Linked DNA regions of Mus musculus: regions 1, 2, 3, 4, 6 and 7 are each linked to region 5. A link is a contact called in public HiChIP or PLAC-seq and promoter capture Hi-C data. All regions are on one chromosome and are shown on one strand. Each heading gives the region's core, a stretch centred on a gene start, on an enhancer-like site or on the middle of the called end of the contact. The rest is flanking DNA. Distances are from core to core; before and after follow the strand shown.

Region 1 (3,816 bases), core at 125-2,624, 2.1 Mb after region 5:
TCCTAGCTCCCCCCACCCCCCCAAAAAAGCTAAAAACATGGGGTGCCCACAGCCGATTGGGCCCACCAGGCCATTAAGCACTTGGAGGTTTGGGGTTGCCCTTCCCAGCAATCTCCTCTTGGCTTCCTCATTCCAAATATAAGAGTAATAAGAGCCCCCTAACCTGGGGGGTGGGGGTGGAGGGAGAGGGCGAAATTCCCTGCTAGCAAGGGGGGGGGGCAAGAATCGGGAAGGCCTTCCCCCCCCAAGCTTCCAAGCAGAGGAAGTACGTCAGTGCGTCCATCTCGCAGAGCATTTTGGGAATTGTAGTGAAATTGGAGGTGTACCGAGAAGCCAACTCTGTAACCCTTTAGAGACCAAATACGTGCACAGCTGGAGCAGAATTGGCAGGCTCAGAGAACGTTCTTTAGCAGATGAGGAAACTAAGGCAGCCGCCTGGCTCGGAAGCCTACAGTCTTATCATCCTGTAGCCTCTGGGCCGCCCTTGAGGCTAGTACCTAAGACACTGGGAAGGACAAACTGCCAAGTAGACACTACTCTCCAAGAGTTGCCTGAAACCATCCCCTTGAAACCGTCCAATCAGAGCCTCTCCGCCCCAATTCCCCCAAAGCTGCTGCCTTTCTAACCGGTTATTGGCCCTTCTTGAAGGGGCGGGATTCTAAGAGAGGGCAAGACTCTTCTAGAACTGCTCAGCAAATCAGAGCAGAAACTGCTTTCCGGCTTCTGGGTATGGTGTCGGGACTGTAAACCCACAAGGAGGCTGAAGCAGGGAGATTGCAGCAAGTTTGAGGCCAGCCTAGACTACATAGGCTAGCCTTCTAGGCCAACCTGAGCTAAAGAATAAATCTAAGTCTTAAGAAAGAAAGAGGGGGGGCTGGTGAGATGGCTCAGTGGGTAAGAGCACCCGACTGCTCTTCCGAAGGTCAGGAGTTCAAATCCCAGCAACCACATGGTGGCTCACAACCATCCGTAACGAGATCTGACTCCCTCTTCTGGAGTGTCTGAGGACAGCTGCAGTGTACTTACATATAATAAATAAATAAATAAATAAATCTAAAAAAAAAAAAAAAAGATTGTTTAAAAAAAAAAAAAAGAAAGAAAGAGGGGGCGGGGAAAGGGGGGAAATTGCATCCACAGCAACTTGGCCACCCGAGCATTTATGAAACCATTACCCACTCCATGGACCCTGTGTGCGAACCCCAGCTTCCTGGCGAGGCACAGTGAAAATTAAGCACCCAGACCAGCGCGCGCCCTCTTTTCCCGCCACTGCTTTCTACCCAGTCCCCTTTAAGAAGCAGCCCCGACGGGACTACATTTCCCAGAAGGCTTTGCCCGCGCGTTATGTAACTTTCCCTGCGAAGCGGCCTCTGGGGCAGAAGAAGGAGGTGGAGGCGACGGCGGCCGTTGCAGCGGCGTCGGCGGCGCGAGCGGAGCGGCGGGAGCCTGGGGCGGCGGCGCCCGAGGCCCATCGAGGAGCTGGAGCTGTGCATCGCGGCTCACGGCGCGGACCGGACGGGGGCGCCGACGTGCGTGCTCGTGGCTTGCCTTTTCCACCGGAGGCGGGAGTGAGAGAGAGAGGAAAAAAAAGGCTGAGGGCCCAGGGGGCGGGGAAGGGGGGCCGGGCCTGAATCCGGCGGGGAGGCCGAGCCCGAGGCCGGATTGAGCGGCTCGCGCGCCCGTCCCGGGGCACGGCGGAGCGAACGTGGGCGGCGGGTGCACAGCAGGGGCACCTGGCGGCGTTCCGGGGGGCGCCATGGCGTCCGTGCAAGCGTCCCGCCGCCAGTGGTGCTACCTGTGCGACCTGCCCAAGATGCCGTGGGCCATGGTGTGGGACTTCAGCGAGGCTGTGTGCCGCGGGTGCGTGAATTTCGAGGGCGCGGACCGCATCGAGCTGCTCATCGACGCCGCCCGCCAGCTCAAGCGCAGCCACGTGCTCCCCGAGGGCCGCTCGCCCGGACCCCCGGCTCTCAAGCACCCGACTTCCAAGGACCTAGCCTCCACGGGCTCCCAGGGCTCCCAGTTGCCACCCCCGCAGGCCCAGGCGCAGCCATCGGGGACCGGCGGTAGCGTCTCAGGCCCGGACCGCTATGACAGGGCTACTTCATCCAGCCGCCTGGCGCTGCCTTCGCCGGCTTTGGAGTACACCCTGGGGTCCCGCTTGGCCAACGGGCTGGGCCGCGAGGAGGCCGTGGCGGAAGGGGCACGCAGGGCTTTGCTTGGCTCCATCCCCAGCTTGATGCCCCCCGGGCTGCTGGCAGCTGCAGTGTCTGGCCTTGGAGGCCGAGCTCTGACGCTGGCACCTGGCTTAAGCCCCGCTCGTCCACTTTTCGGCTCCGATTTCGAGAAGGAGAAGCAGCAGAGGAATGCGGACTGCTTGGCAGAACTGAACGAGGCCATGCGGGGCCGGGCGGAGGAGTGGCATGGGCGTCCCAAGGCTGTAAGGGAACAGCTACTGGCTCTGTCCGCCTGTGCCCCTTTCAATGTTCGATTCAAGAAGGACCACGGGCTGGTGGGACGGGTGTTCGCCTTTGATGCCACTGCCCGCCCTCCGGGCTATGAGTTCGAGCTGAAGCTCTTCACCGAATACCCCTGTGGTTCTGGCAATGTTTACGCGGGGGTCCTTGCAGTGGCTCGCCAGATGTTTCATGATGCTCTTCGAGAGCCAGGGAAGGCCCTGGCCTCATCGGGCTTCAAGTACCTCGAGTATGAACGGCGCCATGGTTCAGGGGAATGGCGCCAGTTAGGAGAGCTGCTTACGGATGGGGTCCGCAGCTTCCGAGAGCCTGCTCCTGCGGAGGCCCTGCCCCAGCAGTACCCAGAACCGGCCCCTGCTGCTCTGTGTGGCCCACCTCCAAGAGCCCCATCCCGAAACCTGGCGCCCACTCCACGCCGTCGCAAAGCATCCCCTGAGCCCGAGGGCGAGACAGCTGGGAAGATGACCACGGAGGAGCAGCAACAGCGGCACTGGGTGGCGCCAGGCGGTCCATACTCTTCAGAGACCCCTGGTGTGCCCTCACCTATTGCTGCCCTCAAGAATGTGGCCGAGGCTCTGGGCCACTCACCCAAGGACCCTGGTGGGGGTGGAGGCTCTGTCCGCGCAGGGGGTGCTAGCCCCGCGGCTTCCTCCACAACCCAACCACCGGCCCAGCATCGTTTGGTGGCACGCAATGGAGAGGCAGAAGTCAGCCCCACTGCCGGGGCTGAAGCTGTCAGCGGGGGTGGTAGCGGCACAGGGGCGACCCCTGGAGCCCCCTTGTGCTGTACCCTGTGCAGAGAAAGGCTGGAAGACACCCACTTCGTGCAGTGTCCCTCGGTACCCGGACACAAGTTCTGCTTTCCTTGCTCCCGAGAGTTTATCAAGGCACAGGGCCCAGCCGGAGAGGTGTACTGCCCCAGTGGAGACAAATGTCCACTGGTGGGTTCCTCTGTCCCCTGGGCCTTCATGCAGGGCGAGATCGCTACTATTCTTGCTGGTGACATCAAGGTCAAGAAAGAAAGAGACCCCTAGGCTGCCACTGCCAGGCTTCTTTCCCCTCCCCCTTAACCATCACCGCATCTGCGGATAAATTATTCCCTACCGCACCCAACCCTGTACCACCCTAACCTATGTATATACCCTTTCCTCTGCCCAGATGGGTCCCCTGGGGTAGATACATTGTGGGTGGGGGGAGAGAGCTTGTGGCTCCTGTCAGAGAGGGTGTTTGGGGTTCCTGGGCCCCTCCTTTCTTTTTCCTTTCTTGGCTTGGCTTTCCTGCTGTTGGTAGTTGGGTGAGAGGTACCCCGCGTGTCCTTGAGAAGGGACCTCCTGAGAACTCG
Region 2 (3,816 bases), core at 90-2,589, 2.2 Mb after region 5:
AAGGCTTCCGATCAGCGGGACCTTGGTTGGGAAATGGGATGGGAAAAAGAAAAATGAAAACAACCCCATTCCCACCTTATCCTGGGCGCCGTTGCCTACTAGGAGTCCTGGCTCTTCCTGGTAATGCAAATCTCCAGCATCAAAGATTTCCTAGACTGGGAGAAATCTTCAAAGCAAATCTGGTCCAGCCTACCGCAGTCCTAACGAGGAAATTGCAATCGGGTGATGGAAATTTCTAAATAGATGGCTTGGGCATAGAACTCAGTTCTACCAGTGTTGCTATGAGGACTCGTCATCTTCAGTGGGGTCTATCACAAAACAAGCCTGAAGCCTTATTTTGTTGGGTAGGGGCACGCGCTCAAGTCATGGATAAATGGCACAGGCGGCAAAAGCCAAATGATAAGACCACGGTAACCTGAGACTCAATACGAAGGGAAAGAGGGAAATGACGCTGGCTGGGCACCAGCCAGGGCTCACCCGCAGATCCCGGCTCCGTGACATCTCCTCAACCCCAGGGTGCCAGCTGTTCCAGACGATATAGAAAGCCAAGCCCATAGCCAGCGCCAGCAGCAGCAGGGGCAGGAACTGCACTCGCGGCAGAAGACGGCGCTTGGAAAGTGAGGGTGGTTTCATGAGGCCACGATCCTCGAGCCGCTGCCGGGGCCGCCCGCGGCTCCCGGGACTCATGGTAGCTTTGCTCTGAAACCAATCCCGGTATGGTGGTTTGAGTTTTAGGCCAAGATCCGCCTCGCTGAGGTTACAAAACCCAATAAAGAAGCAGAGTAACTGCGTCCTTCCCTGAGACGATTGCGATTGGCTGTCCTAAGCGCCGCCCCACCCAAAAAGGAGGGCGGAAACCTTAAGGCCCGCCTCCACGGAAGAGGACCAGTCAATGGGCTGCGTCCGAATGTGCGAAACCTTCCAAGGCGCGGGGTCACGCCCCTCACGGAAGTCGATCAAGAAACTGTCGTTCAAGGAAAAAAGGGGCGGCATCCATCCCTAAAACAAGGAGCCGATTGGTTTACCTGAAGCCATGCCCTCAAGAAAAGTGTCCGAGGGTATTTGGAAATGGGGTTGTGTTTTCCATCTTCCAACTGGACGGTTTGACGGGAAAATAATTCTAGTCAGACCCCGTATTATTTTCCTCATGAGCAGACACCCTATTGTGATCCTCAGAAGCTTCAAATCCTCCTTATAGGCATTTTCTACAGGAGAGTGCAGCCTGAAGGGTCGCTATGGTAACAGGCCACGCCCACAGCCGCTGGTATTTGGTTGCGCAGGCGCCGACGGAAGTGAGCCGCAGGAGACGGAAGTCCCGCCCTTCTCGCCCTGTACGCCAAAGGCTGGAGCAACGCGCTTGGAGGCGGGAGTGATCTGCGAGCGAAACCTACACCATGTGAGGCCGGGCTGGGCTTTGGCGGGGCCGTGGAGATGGAGGTGGACAGTTTAGCTGAATAACGGTCGAAATGGGGTGTTTTTATAGCTGAGGGTAGAGTTCCTCGGGCAAAAGTAATGTTTTTCCTTCTGGGGTATTTGAGATCGGGCTTGGGGCCTCGCTCGGATCTTGAGTTCCGGAGAGGGGACAGCTTTATTCCATAACGGGCATGAGACTCTCCGAGGTCCTGAGTCTTGTGGAAAGGAACCATAAAGGGAAAGCTGAGTCTGATGGCACATGCCTGGAATCCCAGGCCTCGAGAGGCTGATGCAGGAGGTTCGCTAGTTGGCCTTGGCCAGCTTCATAGCGAGACCGCTTCCAAAAGTAATAGTAATTTTAAATGGAAGTGGTCTTATGAATAAAGAGCTTGGCGGGGAAGGAAGAACTGTTAGAAATAGTGAAAAGTATGGGACGTAACCAGGATAAATTAGAGAACCTAACTAGAGACTGTCAGAGTAGCAGGGTACTACAGTGGTTTGGTGCGTGTTTATTCATTGAGCATATACTATGTAGACTGCTTGTAAGTTAAGACACATGGTAAATAAAAGGTCCTTGCCTCCAAGGGGGTGGGGGAATCTCCCTGGTGCTTGTAAAAAGAGTGGAGTAGGAAAGCCATAGAGTAATAAATAGGTACATACACCTTAGATAATCAGGTTTGGATGGAGAATTGAGCAGGAAAGATATAATGCCAGTAGGTAGCACAGTAGGATGCATTGAAAGCCCAGTTCTTGGGATGCAGATTTAGCTCAGTGGACAGAGTACTTACCTACTGTGGGTACTGGGTTTGGTCCTTAACCACACACAAACTAGACATAGTGGCACGTGCCTGTACTCCCAATACTCAGGAGGCAGAGACAAGTCTGAGTTCTGGGGCAGCCAGGCTTCTACAGTGAGATGTTGTGGGGTGGGGCGGAGGTTCATGGAGAGAGATGATTGAAGTTTAGGTTGCGGATAGAAAGGGCCAAGGTTTGGATGTACCATGGTGGCAGATGACAAGATATAAGGATAGAGTAAGGTTTGAAAGAAGAATCAACTGCCAGGCATGATGGTGAGCCTCTGTCATCTCAGACCTTAGGCAGTGGAGTCAGGAGAATTGAGAATTCAAGGTCAGCGGTGGGTGGAAGAGGTTAGGTAGATGAGCCGGGGCAGGCTACCATGGAAATGTCTCTCCTGCCTCCAGAAAAGACTGCACCAGAAAGGGGGCTGGGGAGACACTGGACAGTGTGGCTTTGATCACGTACATTTCCAACTTGAACCCATCTCACCCCTGGGTTCTCTATCCAGGAGTCTCCTCAATAAACCCAAGAGTGAGATGACCCCAGAGGAGCTGCAGAAGCGGGAGGAGGAGGAATTCAACACAGGTCCCCTCTCAGTGCTCACGCAGTCGGTCAAGAACAACACGCAAGTGCTCATTAACTGTCGCAACAACAAGAAGCTGCTGGGCCGGGTGAAGGCCTTTGACAGGTGAGTGCTGTCTTGGGGAGGGCTGGGTCTGGGTCCGAGGGGCCTGAAGGAAAGGTCATTCCAGAAGGATAATAAGGTGGGCACACACGGTGACAAAGCACCTTTAATCTCAGCACTCGGGGAATCACTATGAGTTGGAGGCCAGCCAGTGTCTCATGGCACGACCTAGCTCAAAAATGTAGAAAGTGGCGATGCTTAACCTTTTTATAATACATATCTTACGTGTTTAGGTGTTTTGTCTGCATATGAGTCTGTATGCTATGGACATGTCTAGTAGTTATCAGAATCCCCTGGCAGGAAATTGGACTGGAATTTCGATATTTGATTTGTTTATCTGTAGACCAGACATCAGTGTCAAATATCTTGTATTGCTTTGTAGTTTGTTTTGAGACAGGGTCTTTACTATGTAGCTCGAACTGGCTACAGATGTGGCAGAGGCTAACCTTACACTTCTAATCCTCCTGCTCCCATCTCCCGAGCGCTGGGATTACAGGATTGCATGAAGCATGCCGTCCTGCTTTATTGTTTTAGTTAGCATGGGACTTGCCTTGTGACTTAGCCATACACATCTGGCACTGTACTTTGCTCTTATTCACTGTCCTCAAGCAAGCATTTGTGGAAAGAACTGATCCAAGTGTGAACAATGGCCACCCGGCCCCATGAGGACAGGACTGTGCAGCACTGGAGTGCGCGTGTTGGGAGCCGTGTCTAACCCCAGCACCCTAAGACCCTCTGGAGGGAGCAAGTGCTTCTCTCCTGCTGTTTCTCTCAGAGTTAGAGTTAACGCCAGAGCCAGGGCCATTTTGGTGGGCTTTACTCTGCTGGGTCCTGAGTTCTTTATTCATCCAATCTTCACACCAGCCCTATGAAATAGACTGTCTCCATTTCATGAAGGGGGAAACTGAGGCACAGAAGGG
Region 3 (3,562 bases), core at 377-2,876, 2.2 Mb after region 5:
CGCTTCGACAGTCTGAAGGCTCCGGCAGCGGCTCGCGCGGCTCCCGCGGCTCGCGGGGTCCCAGGGATGCAGACCGCGTGCCTCCCGACGCGCAGACCGAGCGAAGAATGGCAGGGCGCGAGGCTGTGGCGCGAAGGCACCAGAGCGCCTGAGGCGAGGCCACGCCCCCTCCACGTTCCCGCCACGCGGTGCCAGGCACGAGCAGAGGAGCGTTGGAAAAGGGCAGTGCGGCGAGTGCGCACGCGCACCCGGGGCAGGGCACGGGCCACAGCTCCGACACGTGCTCCCGCTCCCGCGCTCGCAGCATCAGCCAATCAGCTCTTGCTCCATTACCCGCCCTTTCCTCAGGCCACGCCCTCTGTTTTGCCCCGCCCCCTGACCTATTTACCTCAGACCCCAGCAGGATTTGCCAGGTGTCCGCAAGCGCGAGGTGTCTGTACTCCCCCTGCTGGCCCTCCTGTGTCCCCATCCGACCCTTTCGCTTTAGGGCGCATCTGCTTAAAGACCACTGTGTGTCAAGTACCTTGTTCAGGCGGCTAACTTCGCCACCTTTCCCTGAAACGAGGCTTTGTAGACCCCATGGAAATGCCAGTTCCTGTAGCTGCAAACAAAGTAACCTTTAGTGTCTGAGTGTGGATCCAGTCTTGCTATATAGCCCAGGCTTGCCTACTACTTGTAACCGTTTTGTCTCAGGTCTGTCTGGAACGCAAGGAATGCACTACCTTGTAACTCAGGTTACAAACTACACAATTTATTTTTAAAAAGCATTTTAGTTTTAACTAGGTATACATGTTGGGGGGGTGGGGGGGAGGAATACTGCACGCAGGTGTCCCCAGATGCCAGAGGCATCAGATGCCCCTAGAGCTGGAGTTTTAGACAGGGGCTTCTAGGGGCATCTTCAGGGGCAAATGCAAATTCTCTGCAAGAGCGATGTCTTCCTAACCTCTGAGTAGTCTTTCCAGCTTCATCTTTATTTTTTGACACAGCGTCTCATACCCTTGACCAGGCTAGTCTCAAACTCACAGAGGTACACTAACCTCGGCGTCCAAAATGGTGCGATTAAAAGTGTGTGCCACCACGGCAGATTCAAACCGTACATTTTGGAAATGCTGCCAAGATTCCTGCCCTTCTGGAGGCTCTGTTCTACCTGTGATGTGAACATAGTGCCTGGGCTTTTCCTCACTTCGATATCTTGTTTTCTTTATTTGCCAATTAGGAGGTGGTGGTAGGCAAGTGTGGGGAGTGAGATGAAGGTGAGAAATGGGAGAGAAAGTTTGGGAAAACTCATATATTATTAATTATTTGTCAACTAACATGATAAATCAATAAAGTTGTTCTTCCTAAACTCTTCATCCCTCGCTAACGTCCCTTTGAAGTAGCCTCGATTCTCTTTTCAAGGGCCTCGGGCCAAAATGGAGGCGGCTGGACTCTATTTCCCAGATACCCTCGCGGGAGAATTTTCTGCGCCTGCGTATTTTAGTGTGCCCTTAGCCTCCTGGTAATTAGAGTTTCTGTCTCTCAGCCCGCCTAGTTTGTTTCCTACTCCACCTCCAAGTTACCGTATTGCATCTTGGGAGCTGTAGTCCATGGCCGCCCGTACTCTAATTCCCAGTGGGCTTCGGGGCCAGAACCCGGAAGGGGAGGCTGGAGAGGAGCGAGTGGGGGAAACCCGCGTAGTCGGGAGAGCTGCAGCGCGGGGAGATGGTGAGAGCCCCAAGCTGGGTCCTGCGGGTGCTTGAGAGTATGAGCGGGGTGTTCAGGACTTGGGTTCGAGAGGAAGCAAACTGAGGCTAAAGAAAGGGCTGGGTGTGGGGAGATCACTGTGGGTGGGGATTGAGAGGAACGGGAGCCCGAGGAAGTAGAAGAATGGGGGCTAGGGAGGGGTCTTGGAGGTGGAGAGAGTCGAGCTTTGGAATCAGCTATCAAGGGGATTGGGAGCTGGAGGAGTGAGGCGCGGAGTTGGAGTCCTGGCTGAATAGATCAGAGACCCTGAGTGGGTAATTTCGAGGGAGGTTAGTTAGCCTGGTTATATGGAAAGGCATAGGAGTCCGGGATAAATGAGTGAAGGGAGAGGCTAACCACGGATGCATTGGGTTGGGTTGCGGGATTGCGAGGTGGGGCGGCAAGGCCAGTTGAAGAGATGGGAGGTAGAAGTCATCGATGGTCCAGGTTAGCTTCTAGGACCAGGAGGCGTTGTAGGGTGCGTGAGTTAGGAGCGTGGCTGTCAATATCGTGTCTTAATCTAACCAAAAACTACCAATAAACTGGACAGCCACAGAACTCTGGGTTGATATGACCAGATGGGGTCCATAGAGACAACCTTTAGCACCCTTCTAGCCCCGGTCGTATCTAGATATAGTGGTTTGTGTGGGCAGTCCAGCTTTCAGGTTCCTTATTCTCTTTTGTGACCTGCACAGGTCTCTCTGTAACCCTCTTGTGACCTTATATGTATGGTGAGAACAAGCAGGCCATTCTGAAGATAGCTAAAGGGAGGTTCCATAAAAATTGATATTTTTGTTAGGAAAGTTAAGTCCCAGCGTCAAAGCTGTTGGTGGAAAGCTCCCGTCCCAGGAATGTTGACTGGATTCAAGTTGTTAAAAGATTTCCTATTCTTCAGTCCAGCCCCCCAGACATTTTCTCAAAACCTGACAATAGCCTATGTACACCACAGTTTATGCAGGGGACACCCCCGTCCCCAGCCCTACCCCTTTATTGCTAGCATCTTTTTCTAAGAAATGCCCAGGTTCGGTTTCAGCTGTGTGTGTATTAACTCACTGGATTCAGGCGGTGCCTTAAGTGTAGATCTTCATTTCACAGGAAGCAAGTAGAGGCACGGAGAGTTTAAGCAATCTTCTCCATGTCAGCCAACATTAAATGGTAAATGTACAATTGCAATTTGGGTCAGAATCTGCTTTGGTGGAGACACCCGGCCAGAACAACTGTCAGATAGGATTTAAGTCTTTTCTGTGACCTGAGCTTGGAAATCTGTCCAGCTATTAAATGAGATCCATAACCTTGGTAGGCTAGAGAGTTTAGGGAGATAATGTTTGGAAAGTGCTTAGACTAAGTGCATATAGTACACATGTGTTGTCTTGGGACTTGCTGTGTAGCTCAGGCTGGCCTCTTAACTCTTGAACTTCCCGCCTCAGGAGCCAGAGTGCTGAGGTTTATCACTACTGGTGCCCAGATATTATTTGTTGTTGTTTTGAGACAGGGACTCAACTAAAAACTGTGTAGCTGAGGGTGGCCTTGAACTTCTGATCCTCCTGTCTCCATATCCTGATTTCAGGGATTATAGATGTGCACTACCATGCCTGGTTTATGCTGTACTGGGGATCAAACTCGGGGTGTTGTGCATGCTAGGCAAGCGATCTACCAGCTAAACTACATCACTGGGTCATGTTTTTGTTTCTGAAGTGAATGGGCAAAACCAGATAAAGGAGGTAGGAGAGGACCCAGTGAGGGGGCACGGGACGTGCTGTCCCTTGCTCTCAAGTTGCCTCCCCCTTTCTCCTGAGTTTTCTAGTTCTATCTTTCCTGTCCTCCCCATTCCTGAGTTCCT
Region 4 (3,757 bases), core at 710-3,209, 2.2 Mb after region 5:
AGGAAGAGGAGGAGGATGAAGACCTGGAGGACTGAGGCCCCAAGCTCCTTCCCATAGCCCTTCCCCTTATTCGTAGCAACAGATTGTATTTTCCTATTGGTTTCGTTCCCTGTCCTTGAAGGACACAGGTAGGAAACCACCCAGTGCTCCAAATAAAACTGCCCCAGCACAGCTGCTTAGTCACATATTCATTCAGTATCCTGGGCAGCTGGCTCATCATTCCTTCTCCATATTCGTTTTATTTTTGGTCTTTCAAGACAGGGTTTCTCTGTATAGCCCTGGATGTCCTGGATCTCACTCTGTAGACCAGGCTGGCCTCCAATATAGAGATCCACATGCCTCTGCCCCCCACCCCAAGCCCTGGGATTTAATGCCGATTTGTTTTAAAAAGATTTAAAATGTTGTGTATTTGAGCGTTTGCACGTGTGTGTGCAGATGCCCTCAGAGACCAGAAGAGGGGGCTAGATCCCATGTCACTGGAGTTAGAGGTAGTTGTGAGCCACCCATCCAGATGTGGGTGTTGGGAACTGAAGTTAAGTCATTCCACCCATTTGTTTTTTATTTTTACATTTTATTTGCGGGGGCGGGGGGCTGGTGTGATGGCTCGGTGTTCAGAGCACTGTTTGCTCTTCCAAAAGACCAGGGACTGATTCCCAAGCACCTCCATGGGACATGGCAGTTTACGGCCAGTTGGCCACGTGCTGGCCTAGCAATGCACAAAATCCTGGGTTCAAGCCCGTCAATGCACATGGTGTAGTACCAACCTGGAAGACATAGAGTCAGGAAGATCTGGAGTTTGTGGTATTTTTGTTGTTGTTTTGTTTGTTTGTTTTCAGCTACAAGGTAAGATGGAGGTCAGCCTGAACTAGAGACCTTGTCTCACAAGGGGGGCGGGGGGAGCAAAACAGAACACAATCTTCTTCTGTCAATGTGATAAAACATAAAATACCTTGACAAAAGGCCGCTTAGGGGAGAAAGGGCTATTTCAGCTTGCAATTCCAGGTCTCAGTACATCATAGCAGGGAAGTCAAGGCAGGGCTGTCTCCAGAATAGAGCAGGAAGAAGGGCATGTGTGCTTGTTTTCTTGTGCTCAGCCTGGGTCTCCACTCTTACACAGTTCCGGACTCCCTGACTAGGGAATGGCACCTCCCACAATGGACTGAGTCTTCCTGTATCAATTAAGGCAATCTCCCTCAGACTGGTCTACAGGCCAACCCCAAGTAGACTGTCCCTCATTGCGATTCTAGGTAGCCTCAAATTGACAAGGTAACAACCATCATCACCAAACCGAAACCAAAAAAGGTAGACAAGGTCAGATAGGCGACAGATGGCTACACTTCACTCTGACAGCAGCAGGGGACCACAGGTGGTCAGCGAGGAAGGGAAGAGCTGGGCGTGGTGTCTCAGGCCTGAGACTCCAGATGTTGGGTCAAGTTTGAAAACTGCCTGGGCTACAAGTATGAGACCAAAGGTCAGTGAGATGGATCGGCGGGTAATGGCACTTGCTGCCAGGTAGGTAGCTTGAAGACCTAAGCTCCATCTTTAGGATCCACATGGAGGAAGGCACTTGGCTCCCTCTGACCTCTACATGCTCGTTCACGCACAAATACACGCAAAAATAAATGCATTTTTTTTTTATTATTTAAAAAACAAAACCAAGAATCGCCCGGAGTCAGCTGTAACAACACGAGGCTTCTGAATAGGCTTTGAGGCTTCTCCGTTGCTGGGCAAACGGTTCCCAGGGCGCTGTTGTTAGGGTCTAGGGGCGTTCCCAACAGTCACACCTCGTAGCCAACCAAACGCGAGGGTCTGTCGCGTTGACCACACCCACATATTGCCTCCGCCCACAGCCCCAGAACCGTTACCTCAGCAACTGTCTCGGCTTCTCCCGCCTCCGGCTCTGGGTGCCAATCGTAGAGGCGTCACCCGGACGACGACCCTACCCCTTCCGGTGCTAGCCCCTCAACTTCCGGCTGGGGGGTCTGGCGGTGGGCGGTCGGGCTGCGGTGCGGCCCGGGGGGCGGCCAAGATGGCGGCGGGCGGCGCGGAGGGCGGCCCGGGCCCCAGCGCCGCCATGGGCGACTGCGCGGAGATCAAGTCGCAGTTTCGCACCCGCGAGGGCTTCTACAAGCTGCTCCCCGGCGACGCGACGCGCAGGTCGGGCCCGACCTCCGCTCAGACCCCGGCGCCGCCTCAGCCCACTCAGCCCCCGCCCGGGCCCGCCGCAGCCTCCGGGCCCGGCGCCGCGGGTCCCGCGTCGTCCCCGCCGCCCGCCGGCCCCGGGCCCGGGCCCGCGCTGCCCGCCGTCCGCCTCAGCCTGGTGCGCCTAGGCGACCCGGATGGCGCTGGGGAGCCGCCCTCCACGCCCTCCGGACTGGGCGCGGGAGGAGACCGCGTCTGCTTCAACCTGGGCCGGGAGCTTTATTTCTACCCCGGCTGCTGCCGCAGCGGGAGCCAGCGGGTGAGTGCTCTGCTTGCTGGGGACTCCGGTGCCGAGAGCGCTGGGGTCCCAGAGTGACAGAAGGCCCCGAGGTTGGGCATCCCAGGGGAGCCTGGATCCTGGAGCTAATGGAGTCCTGAGAGGTTGCAGGGGAATCTTTGCGTGGGGAGGTTCTCTCCGGTGGTGAGTGTTCAGGACGTGATGGCGCTTCTGGGAGGAAATGGGGGAGGGGGGTCACGGAGGTGACAGATATTCTGTGGGCTTTGGGGAATCCTAAGAGGATACAGGCCCAGGGGATGGAGAACGGAGAAATGCATCCTGCCTTCTGGGCCTGTTGGAGGGAGTCTTAAGACTTGCCATACCCAGGGCTGACGGGATTTGTAAGGAGCCGAGGTGTGGCTTAGGGGTCGACGAGCAAAGCAACAGGTGAAGGAGCTCCTAAAGAATATGGTGTCTAATGGCTTTGGAAGAAATGAAGGGGGTTTGGCAAAATGATGGGAGCTCTGAATTGATGGGGGTTCCTGGCAGGGGACATCCCCAGGTGTGACAGATATCTGTAAAGCAATCCTAGAAGAGGGGTGACGTGAGGAAGTGGGGGAGACAGAGAGATGGGGATCCGGAGAATCCAGTGGTGATAATGAGGGACTGTAGTGACTGATGGCTGGCTGAACCACAGCAGATGTCCTGGAGTTTAGGGGCTCCAGGCTGAAGGAAATGAGGCTTTGGCGATGGATCCCAGGATCCCATGTCAAGGCTGCCGAGGTAGGAGGATCCTCTGGCCTCATGGCAGCCAGTCTAGTTGAACTGGTGAGCTCCGGGTTCACTGAGAGACCCTGTGTCAAATGTAAGATGCAAAGCCAGGGAGAGAGATGCCCGATGTTGACCTCTGACCTCTACATCTCTACACAACACACAACAACCACGCAGGCGTATACTATGTGTACATACAGGGAAAAGATGACGGAAATCCTAAATTTGGGGATTTTTGCATCCTTGGGTCTGGGAGGTCTTAGACTATTGTCCTACTGGAGTTGCTACTGTGACGGAGGCTGGGAAAACTGGGGGAGAGTCAGCTCCAGGCCCAGGGGACTCTGATCCCTGATGCTGTGGGCAAGTGTCCCCGAATTACAGCTGGAAAGACAGGCTCTGAGGTCTTCACTGGGCGCTGTGTGATCGTGTGCATGTGAGCTTGTGTGTGCCGTCCTGGGTTTGAGTCCCCTCCCTCCCGGCCTGTGGTTGCCTGCTCCTCTCCACCCCACTCCCCACTTCCCTTGAGGTTAACCCTGCTTCCTCTTAGCGGTTTCCCCTGACCTCAGC
Region 5 (3,638 bases), core at 170-2,669:
AGCTGGAGGAGAAAGGCAGCCCTCCTAGCCTGGAAGGGACAATGAGGGGGCCAAGCTTCCTGGCTTAGCCATCATTTGATGCACCCCAAACTTTGACCCCAGTCCTGTATCATGCAGCTTCAGTGCGCAATAGGGCCCTGAACAACTCCGCCCACCTGCTCCCACTGCCTCAGTGCCTTCAGCCTGGCCCAGCCCCATTCTTGCCAAGGCAAAGGGAGCACACAGCTACTCCTTCAGGTCCTCTGCTGCAGCCCATGACCAAGCCCGAGTCATCAGCCTTTGTGTCGGGACCTTTCCCCGGAGACACCCACCTCTAAACCTAGTCCTACCTCAGCCACCATTCATTGTCTCCTACACTTCTCTAGAAGGCTGTCCAACCTCACCCCCACCACCCAAACTCAAGTCCTTCCCTAGCCCTCACCTTGGAAACCCCGTTTTTTCTCTGACCCAAACAAAACACGCCTTACAAACCCCAACCTCTCTTTCTAGTGCAACAACCTAGACCTCAGAATCCTTCCTAGCTACCCCCAACCAAGTTCTCCACAAGGCTCCCTGGTTCCCCACACTACCCGTGATCACATCCCCACTCCTTTAAAAACATTTCTGCGACCCCCAACTCTCCTCAGTCCCCTTCTGGGTCCTCACAGGCTCCAAGAGCATCTTCTAGCCTCTGCTGCCACCCACCTCGGGCTCCTCCTTACCTCAGCCTGCACCTGACCCTTCTCCTCTTCCTCCTCCTCTTGGCAATGCTTGTCCTTGGAGACCCCTCCCCCACCGGGGTCTACAGTGCACAAGTGACCCAGGATCCCCATCTATCCTCTCTGCAGAACACTCCCTAGGAACCGACCGGTCCCCCTCTCCGCTACCCACAGCCACCCCTCTAGGAGCAGCCTCCTGCATTCCTCCAGGACCCAAAGCCTTCATCGCCGGCGTTTCCTATTTCCTCCTCCCGGGGACCGGGTAGATGTGATTCTAAAACCAATCGCCCGGAGAGGGATCCGAATGCTGCCTGGGAGGTGGCGGGGGTGGGGATGTCCTGGAGCTCCTCATTTGAAGCCTCAGACTGTCTGTTTGGGGGTCCTACCAATTCCATCTGCTGCTAAAACCGCTTCTAGAAGTCCCAAGGGCCGCATGGGAGGTCCCGAGGGGCCCGGCCTCTCCCTCCCAGGGTTCGCTCGCCATCTCCGGGATGGGGGGGTCTCCACCCGACTTCAGCCGCCTCACTCACCATGGCGAGGCACCGGTATCCGGAGCTCGGGGATCGAGGTTACTCTGGCGGCGGCAGCAGCTGCAGCAGCTCGAGCTCCGCCGCGCGTCCGCGCCTCCACACTCTTTGCCCGCAGCGCGCGCCACCGCCGCCGCCGCCCGCCCCAACGGTCCCTCAACGGCCGCCGCGCGCGCCCCGCCTCGCCCGGCCCCGCCCCAGACGGCTCGCGCGCTCCCGCTGCACTGCGGCTTCCTACGGATCCCTTCGCGTCAGGCTCGTGCGGCTCGCCCCTTCCACAGAGCCCAGCGAATCTGCTGCCGCACGGGCACGCGCACGCGCGTTCCCCACCGCGGGGACTACTTTCGCTCTCGGCGCTCTCGGCCCCTTGCATCCGCTCCGCTTTCCTCTCTGGCGGAAGGGCACCGGTTTACGGAGAGTGACACGTCTCTGTGTGAGCCACGCCGCTATTGGACCCGCCTCGTGGCGGAAATGAGAACGCAACTCCGATTGGTCCGGCCTTCCCTGCAATGCGTCAAACTGGGGCGAGCCACCGCGCGGTGTGCGGGGGGCAGCACGACCTGTGTGGCTCTGTGGAGCCGCGAGGAATAGAGGGGCTAAGACGGAAACAGGGTGGATGTTGGAGAAGCAAATACGTTGTCTCTATGGCTCGGAAATAAAAATGGGTTGGGGGAAGAAGCAGAAGGACTTTCTTCTCTCTCCCTTTGAGCAGATACAAGATGGTTTAATCCAAAATCGTGGGGTCTAGGAGCCTGGCCTGAACCGGCTCTTCACAGTGGTTGGCTCTTCAAGGTTCCGCTGGTCTCCTGAAGGTTCCACCCTCTACGCGTACAATTTGCTGGGATGGCTGAGTGGGTGAAGGCGCTTGCAGGCAAGCTAGAAACTGTGAGTTCGATCACCGGAACTCACGTGGTGGTTTGGAGAACAGACTTCCACAAAGAATTGTCCTCGGACTTCCACATGCGCGCTGTATAAATAAGTTCAAACAAACAAACAAACACAAATCTAAAACACGCACAAAAGCAACATGTGGGGATCTGGACTTGACTCTTGATCTCAGGATCTGTACCCAGAACAATCTCTGGATGCAGAATGTTTTCATTCATTCATTCATTCATTCACTCATTCAGCCAATTAAACATGAATTGGGCACTGCTGTCTGCACAGATCTGGTGCCGGGCTGTGCTGGTGACATCACACTTCTCAACCATTCTCTTGTCACCTAGACAGTGTGACTCACTTCTTATTCTAGGGATTCCAGGCACAGAAAGAAAAAGAACTGTTGCTAAGGGCACCTGAGACAACTGTATTGTATACCATAGTGTATATACTGTACATTACTGTACAGAGCCCTCGTATAGGATGGGAGTTGGCATTTTCTTCCTTCCTTTATTTATTTATTTATTTATTTATTTATTTATTTATTGAGACTGTGTAGCCCTGAGCCCTGGTTGGCCTTCAGAATCAAAGGCATGCATCGACACTCCAGGGCAAGAACTGACAGAGAAGGGGGGTGGGGGGAGAGAGAGAGAGAGAGAACTTCTAGGGTCAGAAAACTTTTTTTTTTTTTTTTTGGTGGGGAGGGAGAGACTGGGAGAATATAGTCTTTCTGTAAATGCCGCCTGTGGACATCTCTTAAATCTGCTCTCAGGAAAGAAAATGTGTCTAGTGCAGAAGGAAATAAAACTGATAGAGCAGAGGCAGAGAGGAGGGAGGATCTTGTTGACATTGGTTTAAATGTCTGCAACCTGTAAACTGAGATTTACAACCTGTAGGTCTTGACCCCCTTGTGGCTTGCATATCAGATATCTTGCATATCAGATATTTACATAATGACTCATAACAGTAGCAAAATTACAGGTTTGAACTAGTAATCAAACAATTTTTTAAAAGATTTTTATTTATTTATTACACACAGTGCTCTGTCTGCATGTATGCCTGCAGGCCAGAAGAAGGCACCAGATCCCATTACAGATGGTTGTGAGCCACCATGTGGGTGCTGGGAATTGAACTCAGGACCTCCAGAAGAGCAGTCAGTGCTCTTAATCTCAGAACAGTATCTCCAGCCCACAATGAAATAATTTTATGATTTGGAGTCCCCAGTACTTGTATGGGGTTTTTGCAGCATTAGGAAAGTTGAGAACCACAGACTTAATGACATTAAAATGTGTTCTCTCTTTTTTTGAGTCAGGGTATCTTAGTTTGGTTTCTATTTCTGTAATAGAGGCCATTTCTAAAACCAGCTTGGGGGAAGAAAGGGTCTGTCTTAGTCAGGGTTTCTATTCCTGCACAAACGTCATGACCAAGAAGCAAGTTGGGGAGGAAAGGGTTTATTCGGCTTACACTTCCATACTGCTGTTCATCACCAAAGGAAGTCAGGACTGGAACTCAAGCAGGTCAGGAAGCAGGAGCT
Region 6 (3,709 bases), core at 232-2,731, 2.3 Mb after region 5:
AATGTTTTCCCAGTACTTGGAAGGCTGAGGCAGAAGGATCACAAGTCTGAGGCAACTTGGGCTACTTAGTTTTTTGCTAGACTGGACAACAGAGAGGAATACATCAAAAAACAAAACAAAACAAACAAACAAAAACCCAGAGCCAGAGGTCTGGCTGTGGTGACACTTAACTCCAGCAGTCCTGAGGCAGAGGCAGGAGGCTCTACTGAGTTGGAGACTAGTCTGGACTATATATCAAGTTCCAGGACAGCCAAGGTTACATAGTGAGACCCAATCTTTAAAAAGAAAGAAAGGAAGGAAGAAAGAAAAGAAGAGAGAAAGAGAGAAGAGAAGAGAAGAGAAGAGAAGAGAAGAGAAGAGAAAAAGAGAAGAAGAAGAAGAAGAAGAAGAAGAAGAAGAAGAAGAAGAAGAAGAAGAAGAAGAAGAAGAAGAAGAAGAAGAAGAAGAAGAAGAAGAAGAAGAAAAAAAAACTAACATAGGTAGGGATGGAGTCACTGGCCTGTAACTCCAGATTTTGGGAAATGGAGACAGAGCATGAAGGTAAGGAGTTCAAAACTGGCCTAGGCTATATAAGACCCTGATTCAAACAACAACAAAAAACCCAGGTATGGCAGAGCGGGCGCAGGGTAGGGTGTGGGCTGGGCTGGACTATAGAGTAATGTCTTCACTCAAAAATACAAGACAACAAAACAAAGCAAAATGAACCCCGTGGTCTGGGTCATGACTTGGGAAAGGCGGCCCCATCTTTAAATCCATTGTCAGTTTCTGTACCCCCTCCTTCCCTCCTAGTTCCCCAGTTTCCGAGCCTGCTCTGACTGACACCGCCAGCTGGTCCCGGGTTTCACAACTGGGTCTCTGTCAAAATACGGACTGGATAACGCCTTCCTGAGAGAGGAGGATTGTAGGAGCTAATAGCTTCTGTGGATGAAGTGGATTGGAAGGTTAGGGCGGGGCTAATGACTTGAGGGCGGGCTCTAAATTCTGAGGGCGGGGCTAACTCTACTAGAGCGTCTGGTCCAAGGTTCCAGTCCTGAGATGTTCAAGGGGGTGTGGCTATTTGCTCTAGGGGCGGGATTAGAACTTTTGTTGTTTCTAGATTTAGGGGGTGGAGCTAAGAGCCCTGGGGGCGTGTCTAGCTCTAATAAACAAGGAGCGGGGATCCGGCTAGGATACAGGCGCAGGTTATAGAATAACCTGTCATATTTAAGGTTTCAATGTCAAGTTCTGGTCGTGCGAGGGGACTTATGGGAAATCAGATAAAAGATTTAGAGGAGGCTTTCGGGAATAGGAGTGTCTTCTTTCACCCCATCCTCCTTCCAGAGCTGAGGGGCGACGCTTCAGGATGAAAAGCAGGAAGGACCCTGCCCCTTCAAACCCGTCCGCATCCTTATTGGCGGAGGAGCCTGCGCGACAGACTCTCATTGGTTCCTAACGGGAGAGGAGGGTGTAGAGAGAATACACTCAGGTTTGTGGGAGGGACCAGACAGTACCTAGGGGGACCCCGACGCAGCCAATCCTGACCTGAAGACTGTTGCGGGGGTTGGGGGAACGGACAGAGCAGTCTCTCGACACCCTTACAGGGCATCCTAGGGGATGACCCCTGTGCCAGGCTCAGAGCCGGCCGCCTGATGCTGGGTGGGCCGTGCTGGGGATGCTGGAACGAAGGGCGTTGCTATGGCAACGGGAGGCAGGGCCTGGGGGGGGGACCGGGCCCGAGCTGGGGCTGCGGGGGCCGGCGGTGGCTGTGGTGGGGCAATGGCGGAGCGCGGCCCGGCCTTCTGCGGCCTCTACGACACGTCCTCTCTGCTGCAATACTGCAACGGTGAGAGCCCCCTTCCTAGTTCAGACCCTGGCCCCGCCCAGGGTGGACCTACCTCCTCCTGCCCCAACCCTTTTCTTCCAAGTCCTTATCTCCTCCCTTGTGAGAGATTCTCCCTTTCTCCTCATCAACAGGATTCTGACCCCAAAACAAGGTCCTTTATCCCCAAAGTCACGATCCTGCTCCCCCTATCCCAACAAACACCTGCTCCGAAGGTGTCCAGACAGAGGGAAGGGTAAAGATCGTAGAGGAGCCTGTGAGGGAGAGGGCAGACCTGGGGTTGGGGTAGGGAGTCAGCTCGATGTGGAACTCTTTCTGCCCCCTACCTCCTCAGCCCCTTCCCCGGGACCCTTCCCTGTCTTTGGGCATAGCAGGGGGAAATGCTGAATTGAGGGCTGGGCTTGGGAATAGTAAAACAGCAGAAGACTTTCTGTACACTGCACTGTCTTCAGCTTTGCCTCTGCCCCCTCTCCCCACCCCAGGTAGAATCCTCTTCTCCCCTAGACAAATGTGTATGGCGCCAGTAGGGCCATTTTAGTACGAGGGGAGCTGGGCTGGAGGAGTGGAGAGGTAAAGAGACGCGGAGAGTGGACACTGGTCTCTAGGCCAGGAAAACGTCCAGGAGGAAGCCAAGAGCTTGAGTCATGGGGTGGGACCATCAGGCCAAGCAAGGCCTCAGATGAAAGCTGACGACCGTTCAGGGTCAATGTGCCCCCATGTCAATCAGGGGGCCTTGCCAAAGGATCATCTCAGAGTTTGGAGGTCACTCCCTTGGGCACACAAACACTTTGCTAGGGACCCCTAGAGTTGGCAAAGGAACTAGAATGTTATTTAATCCCCCATCTACCTTCTAAAGGTTAAGGACCACAGGGTGTCTCAGGCTAGGCCAAGTATGGGTTCTGGTCCTGAAAGAAAAGCTGTGTCCGAATCAAGTGGCTGGGATCTTCTGGATGACAGTCCTTGATGAGGCCTCTACAGCCATCAGAGTAGAGGGTGGGGGTGGGATAGCTGCCATATTTATTGGTTCATCTTATTTTGGATTTATTAAGCTCATATCATGATGTGGGAAACATGTTAAGTGTGGGGCCTAGCTCTTGTATTTCCAACGGTAACATTATTTACCGGAGGTAGAAAAGGGCTCAAAATAAGGTGGGTTGCTGGCTCCCCTACCCCCTACTGGCTGTGCAGTCCTTGGCTTATCTCTAAACTCCCTGACACCGTCTTCTTCACAGGACCCTGGGACTTCCCGATAGAGGTCTCAAGTCTCTGCAATCTTCTCCCTCCGACCTCGAGAGCCCCCCTCCCCCCTCCTTCTGCAGGTCCAGACACCGAACCTGCGGAGCACTGGGTGGGTGGGGGTAGAGGACGGGGTGGCAGGACAAGGCAGGCGATTGGATCACGGAGGGAGAGGGAGGGGGTGGAACAGGAGGCTGCAGTGCGTGAGTCCAGCGGGCAGGCGCGGCTGGCTTAGTGACGGACACAGGACTCGGGATGGCAAGTGAGACCTCCGAGCCCGCTAGCTGTTCCTGCTACCATCTTTACTTGACACGGGCTGGAAGCCAGGGTCTCCTAGATTGTCTCAGCAATGAGTCTGGGTAGGAGTGGTCTGGAAGGGAGGTGGAGGAGGGCCACTTAGAATCCCCCACCCCCGTGGGAGGAAGGACGGGAAAGGAAAATGATGAGGGAGTCATTTAAAACTGAATCAATAGACGGAAGAGAAGGAAAAGAGCTAAATCTGAGGTGGGGCTATAGAGGCAACATAAAGTGGGACCAGAGGACAGAAACTCCCTGTGGGGAAAGCGATCGGGTGTCATCTCTGTCCTGTAATCCCCATGTCGGCCGCCAGGGGTCATAGAAGCTCTGTCCTTAGGGCTTCTTGGCGGGGCGAAC
Region 7 (3,395 bases), core at 874-3,373, 2.2 Mb after region 5:
TCTCGCCAAATCCTCCCCAAGGGAACTCCCTATACTCCCGTTCTGGCCTCGACTAGATTCCCGCACTGCCTCTCGCCCTGCTGCTGGGCTCCGATCGGGTCACCTGTCCCTTCTCTCTCCAGCTAGATGGCCCCCCGGCCGTGGCTGTGGGCCAGTGCCCGCTGGTGGGGCCAGGCCCCATGCACCGCCGTCACCTGCTGCTCCCTGCCAGGGTATGTCCCACGTCCGCCCACCACGGGCCTCTGCCTAGCTCTGCCCACTGAGTGTCACCACTGCTTGCTGTGCCTCTGTGGAGCTCGGCCCACCGCAGGGAGGGGGGGTATTCGGGCGGCCAATCAACACAGGCTGCTGCTAAGTAGCCAATGACGAGTTCCAACAGGAGCTCTTTCTTGCGAGCAGACCAACTTTAGCTGCGGGCTGTGGGGACCAGAGATGCGCTCAGAGGCCCATCTATGGGTATAGGCTGGGCGGCTCCCAGGAGCCAGTGGGCCCCTGTAGCCTAGTGCTAATCCAACCTTCTCTCCTGCAGATCCCTAGGCCTGGCCTATCCGAGGCGCGTTGCCTGCTCCTGTTCGCCGCTGCTCTGGCTGCTGCCGCCACACTGGGCTGCACTGGGTTGGTGGCCTATACCGGCGGTCTCACCCCAGTCTGGTGTTTCCCGGGAGCCACCTTCGCCCCCTGAACCCTAAGACTCCAAGCCATCTTTCATTTAGGCCTCCTAGGAAGGTCGAGCGACCAGGGAGCGACCCAAAGCGTCTCTGTGCCCATCGCGCCCCCCCCCCCCCCCCACCGCTCCGCTCCACACTTCTGTGAGCCTGGGTCCCCACCCAGCTCCGCTCCTGTGATCCAGGCCTGCCACCTGGCGGCCGGGGAGGGAGGAACAGGGCTCGTGCCCAGCACCCCTGGTTCCTGCAGAGCTGGTAGCCACCGCTGCTGCAGCAGCTGGGCATTCGCCGACCTTGCTTTACTCAGCCCCGACGTGGATGGGCAAACTGCTCAGCTCATCCGATTTCACTTTTTCACTCTCCCAGCCATCAGTTACAAGCCATAAGCATGAGCCCCCTATTTCCAGGGACATCCCATTCCCATAGTGATGGATCAGCAAGACCTCTGCCAGCACACACGGAGTCTTTGGCTTCGGACAGCCTCACTCCTGGGGGTTGCTGCAACTCCTTCCCCGTGTACACGTCTGCACTCTAACAACGGAGCCACAGCTGCACTCCCCCCTCCCCCAAAGCAGTGTGGGTATTTATTGATCTTGTTATCTGACTCACTGACAGACTCCGGGACCCACGTTTTAGATGCATTGAGACTCGACATTCCTCGGTATTTATTGTCTGTCCCCACCTACGACCTCCACTCCCGACCCTTGCGAATAAAATACTTCTGGTCTGCCCTAAATCCCGCGCAATATCTCTGTTGTGGAAAGGAAACCGCCCCGCAGGCCAATGGAGAGTCCAATAGAGACAACCAATGGCTTGAGTGGGAGCTAGAGGGGAGGCAAAGCGCACGAATCAGGTTGAAGGGTGGGGCTTAGGCATCCAGCCAGTAGGAGAGAAGCAACAAGCCACCAGAGACACCACCGCCCCCCACCCTCCCCCCCAGCTGTGACCCAGCTGTGCCACTCAAGTTTGGAAAAAAGTAGGGGGTTGGGCCAGCAGCGGGCACACCATCTTCCCACTGCGCCTGCGCAAGCCACGCGCATCCGCTTTTTGGACCGACACTCCAGAAAAGTTGCTGCAAACTTTCTAGCGCGATTCCCCGCCCCTCCTCCCAGCTAGATCCACCGCCTACCCGCGGGGCCGGGAATTCCGAGGGGCGGAGCACGGCGCGGAGATGGGAAGGGAGGGGGCCCTTCAAGGGACCCGGGAGATGGGAGCGGCTTCGCGCCCTTAACCCTCCGGACGGCCCATTACCTTCTCCGTTGCTCTGATAGGGAAACTGAGGCCCTGAGTCAGAGGCACACAAGGGGGGAAGGCCAAAAGCGCGGCCAGAGACGGAGGGAAAACAAAGAATCCTGACAGCCCGGGAGGGGGGCGGACACACAGGGACAAGGACAGACCCGAGTGCAGAGCTGGGTCTAGTCTTTGGGAGGGGGCCAGAAGACTGCAAGGGGACCGGGGGGGGGGGCGGCGAGGAGGACTGGGCGGAGGAGGGGGCTGGGGAAGCCCGCGGGAGGCGGCAAAGGAGGGAGGAACTTTCCAAAGTTGCCAAACATGGCTACCTCGCCTGCGGAGCCGAGCGCGGGGCCCGCGGCTCGGGGGGAGGCGGCGGCGGCGACCGAGGAGCAGGAGGAGGAAGCGCGCCAGCTTCTGCAGACTCTGCAGGCAGCCGAGGGGGAGGCGGCGGCGGCCGGGGCGGGAGATGCGGCGGCGGCGGCGGACTCTGGGTCCCCGAGTGGCCCGGGGTCTCCCCGGGAGACCGTGACCGAGGTGCCCACTGGCCTTCGCTTCTCGCCCGAACAGGTGGCATGCGTGTGCGAGGCGCTGCTGCAGGCGGGCCACGCCGGCCGCTTGAGCCGCTTCCTGGGCGCGCTGCCCCCGGCCGAGCGCCTACGTGGCAGCGATCCGGTGCTGCGCGCGCGGGCCCTAGTGGCCTTCCAGCGGGGTGAATACGCCGAGCTCTACCAACTTCTCGAGAGCCGCCCTTTCCCCGCCGCCCACCACGCCTTCCTGCAGGACCTCTACCTGCGCGCGCGCTACCACGAGGCCGAGCGGGCCCGTGGCCGTGCGCTGGGCGCTGTGGACAAATACCGGCTGCGCAAGAAGTTCCCTCTGCCCAAGACCATCTGGGATGGCGAGGAGACCGTCTATTGCTTCAAGGAGCGCTCGCGAGCGGCGCTCAAGGCCTGCTACCGCGGCAACCGCTATCCCACGCCTGACGAGAAGCGCCGCCTGGCCACGCTCACCGGCCTCTCGCTTACACAGGTCAGCAACTGGTTCAAGAACCGGCGACAGCGCGACCGCACTGGGACCGGCGGTGGAGCGCCTTGCAAAAGGTGAGGGGGGAACCGACCCTCCTTCCTCGGTGGCCGCTGGAGTCTGCGCAAGTGACCCTTCACATCCCTCTTCGGTGGCGTCGGCGAGTGCATAGGCTGAGCGTGGAGAGACCAGGCACACCCTGGGTTCTCTGGGCATCACTGCCTCAGGGGCAGAGGTTGTTCCAGCTACTTCTAAGCTGGGAACGCAGTGCCAGGAATGGGGGGGGGGGCGGGGGCGGGACGGGCAGTGAGAAAAGTGAGGTATCCCTGGAGGAGCGGTAGTAAGGAAGGGAAAGGGGCCTTTGTCTAAGGCACCCAGGGTAGGGACCCGCTTTTGGGGCCTCTGCAACCTGGCCCCTCGGTAACCATTACTTACACCCACCCCCACGCCCCCTCCAGCCCAAACAGCGTGGTC

Evidence for each region. Promoter capture Hi-C pulls out the DNA fragments that hold promoters and counts their contacts. HiChIP or PLAC-seq counts read pairs in DNA pulled down with a chosen protein or histone mark.
Region 1: a contact with region 5 is called in an H3K4me3 HiChIP or PLAC-seq map of stem cell-derived neural progenitor cells, with 16 times the contacts expected there. The contact joins the promoter of Irf2bp1 here to the promoter of Calm3 in region 5. A contact is called at or near these places in 5 of 39 promoter capture datasets (the 3T3-L1 cell line, cranial neural crest, embryonic stem cells and 2 more), 2 of 484 Hi-C or Micro-C datasets (B cells and Th1 cells), 14 of 115 datasets of contacts at active chromatin or transcription factors (T-cell acute lymphoblastic leukemia, astrocytes, bone marrow-derived dendritic cells and 8 more) and 2 of 9 other capture datasets (liver and pancreatic islet).
Region 2: a promoter capture Hi-C map of hippocampal neurons shows a contact between it and region 5, with 4 times the contacts expected there. The contact joins the promoter of Snrpd2 here to the promoter of Calm3 in region 5. A contact is called at or near these places in 5 of 39 promoter capture datasets (cranial neural crest, frontonasal cranial neural crest, hippocampal neurons and 2 more), 1 of 484 Hi-C or Micro-C datasets (cortical neurons), 3 of 115 datasets of contacts at active chromatin or transcription factors (embryonic forebrain, embryonic stem cells and large pre-B cells) and 3 of 9 other capture datasets (adipose tissue, liver and pancreatic islet).
Region 3: a contact with region 5 is called in a promoter capture Hi-C map of stem cell-derived epiblast-like cells, with 3 times the contacts expected there. The contact joins the promoter of Fbxo46 here to the promoter of Calm3 in region 5. A contact is called at or near these places in 3 of 39 promoter capture datasets (the C10 cell line, embryonic stem cells and stem cell-derived epiblast-like cells), 1 of 484 Hi-C or Micro-C datasets (embryonic stem cells) and 5 of 115 datasets of contacts at active chromatin or transcription factors (astrocytes, embryonic stem cells, forebrain and 2 more).
Region 4: an H3K4me3 HiChIP or PLAC-seq map of stem cell-derived neural progenitor cells shows a contact between it and region 5, with 16 times the contacts expected there. The contact joins the promoter of Dmwd here to the promoter of Calm3 in region 5. A contact is called at or near these places in 4 of 39 promoter capture datasets (cranial neural crest, embryonic stem cells, hippocampal neurons and 1 more), 8 of 115 datasets of contacts at active chromatin or transcription factors (bone marrow-derived dendritic cells, embryonic forebrain, embryonic stem cells and 4 more) and 3 of 9 other capture datasets (adipose tissue, liver and pancreatic islet).
Region 6: an H3K4me3 HiChIP or PLAC-seq map of embryonic forebrain shows a contact between it and region 5, with 6 times the contacts expected there. The contact joins the promoter of Eml2 here to the promoter of Calm3 in region 5. A contact is called at or near these places in 2 of 39 promoter capture datasets (cranial neural crest and frontonasal cranial neural crest), 1 of 484 Hi-C or Micro-C datasets (cortical neurons) and 2 of 115 datasets of contacts at active chromatin or transcription factors (embryonic forebrain and large pre-B cells).
Region 7: an H3K27ac HiChIP or PLAC-seq map of embryonic stem cells shows a contact between it and region 5, with 7 times the contacts expected there. The contact joins the promoter of Six5 here to the promoter of Calm3 in region 5. A contact is called at or near these places in 4 of 39 promoter capture datasets (cranial neural crest, hippocampal neurons, liver and 1 more), 2 of 484 Hi-C or Micro-C datasets (B cells and uterus), 7 of 115 datasets of contacts at active chromatin or transcription factors (embryonic forebrain, embryonic stem cells, extraembryonic endoderm stem cells and 4 more) and 3 of 9 other capture datasets (adipose tissue, liver and pancreatic islet).

The regions. Positions count from the first base shown.
Region 1 is chr7:19,002,684-19,006,499 of GRCm38.p6, forward strand. It overlaps Irf2bp1 (interferon regulatory factor 2 binding protein 1), which reads left to right and starts at 1,375. Exons shown (of 1, transcript NM_178757.4): 1 at 1,375-3,816. The coding sequence starts at 1,754. The coding sequence ends at 3,508.
Region 2 is chr7:19,148,499-19,152,314 of GRCm38.p6, forward strand. Snrpd2 (small nuclear ribonucleoprotein D2) reads left to right here and starts at 1,340. Exons shown (of 3, transcript NM_026943.1): 1 at 1,340-1,396; 2 at 2,720-2,899. The coding sequence starts at 1,395. Qpctl (glutaminyl-peptide cyclotransferase-like) reads right to left here and starts at 698. Exons shown (of 7, transcript NM_026111.3): 1 at 478-698; 2 at 1-21. The coding sequence starts at 687.
Region 3 is chr7:19,118,233-19,121,794 of GRCm38.p6, forward strand. It overlaps Fbxo46 (F-box protein 46), which reads left to right and starts at 1,627. Exons shown (of 2, transcript NM_175530.3): 1 at 1,627-1,704. Bhmg1 (basic helix-loop-helix and HMG-box containing 1) reads right to left here and starts at 112. Exons shown (of 13, transcript NM_001370811.1): 1 at 1-112.
Region 4 is chr7:19,074,241-19,077,997 of GRCm38.p6, forward strand. It overlaps Dmwd (dystrophia myotonica-containing WD repeat motif), which reads left to right and starts at 1,960. Exons shown (of 5, transcript NM_010058.2): 1 at 1,960-2,461. The coding sequence starts at 2,030. It overlaps Rsph6a (radial spoke head 6 homolog A (Chlamydomonas)), which reads left to right. Exons shown (of 6, transcript NM_031255.2): 6 at 1-207. The coding sequence ends at 35.
Region 5 is chr7:16,922,613-16,926,250 of GRCm38.p6, forward strand. Calm3 (calmodulin 3) reads right to left here and starts at 1,420. Exons shown (of 6, transcript NM_007590.3): 1 at 1,229-1,420. The coding sequence starts at 1,231. It overlaps Gm45972 (predicted gene, 45972), which reads left to right. Exons shown (of 3, transcript NR_165470.1): 3 at 828-1,906.
Region 6 is chr7:19,174,940-19,178,648 of GRCm38.p6, forward strand. Eml2 (echinoderm microtubule associated protein like 2) reads left to right here and starts at 1,482. Exons shown (of 22, transcript NM_001347582.1): 1 at 1,482-1,822. The coding sequence starts at 1,675.
Region 7 is chr7:19,092,421-19,095,815 of GRCm38.p6, forward strand. It overlaps Six5 (sine oculis-related homeobox 5), which reads left to right and starts at 2,124. Exons shown (of 3, transcript NM_011383.1): 1 at 2,124-2,998. The coding sequence starts at 2,217. It overlaps Dmpk (dystrophia myotonica-protein kinase), which reads left to right. Exons shown (of 15, transcript NM_001379257.1): 14 at 127-212; 15 at 530-1,401. The coding sequence ends at 689.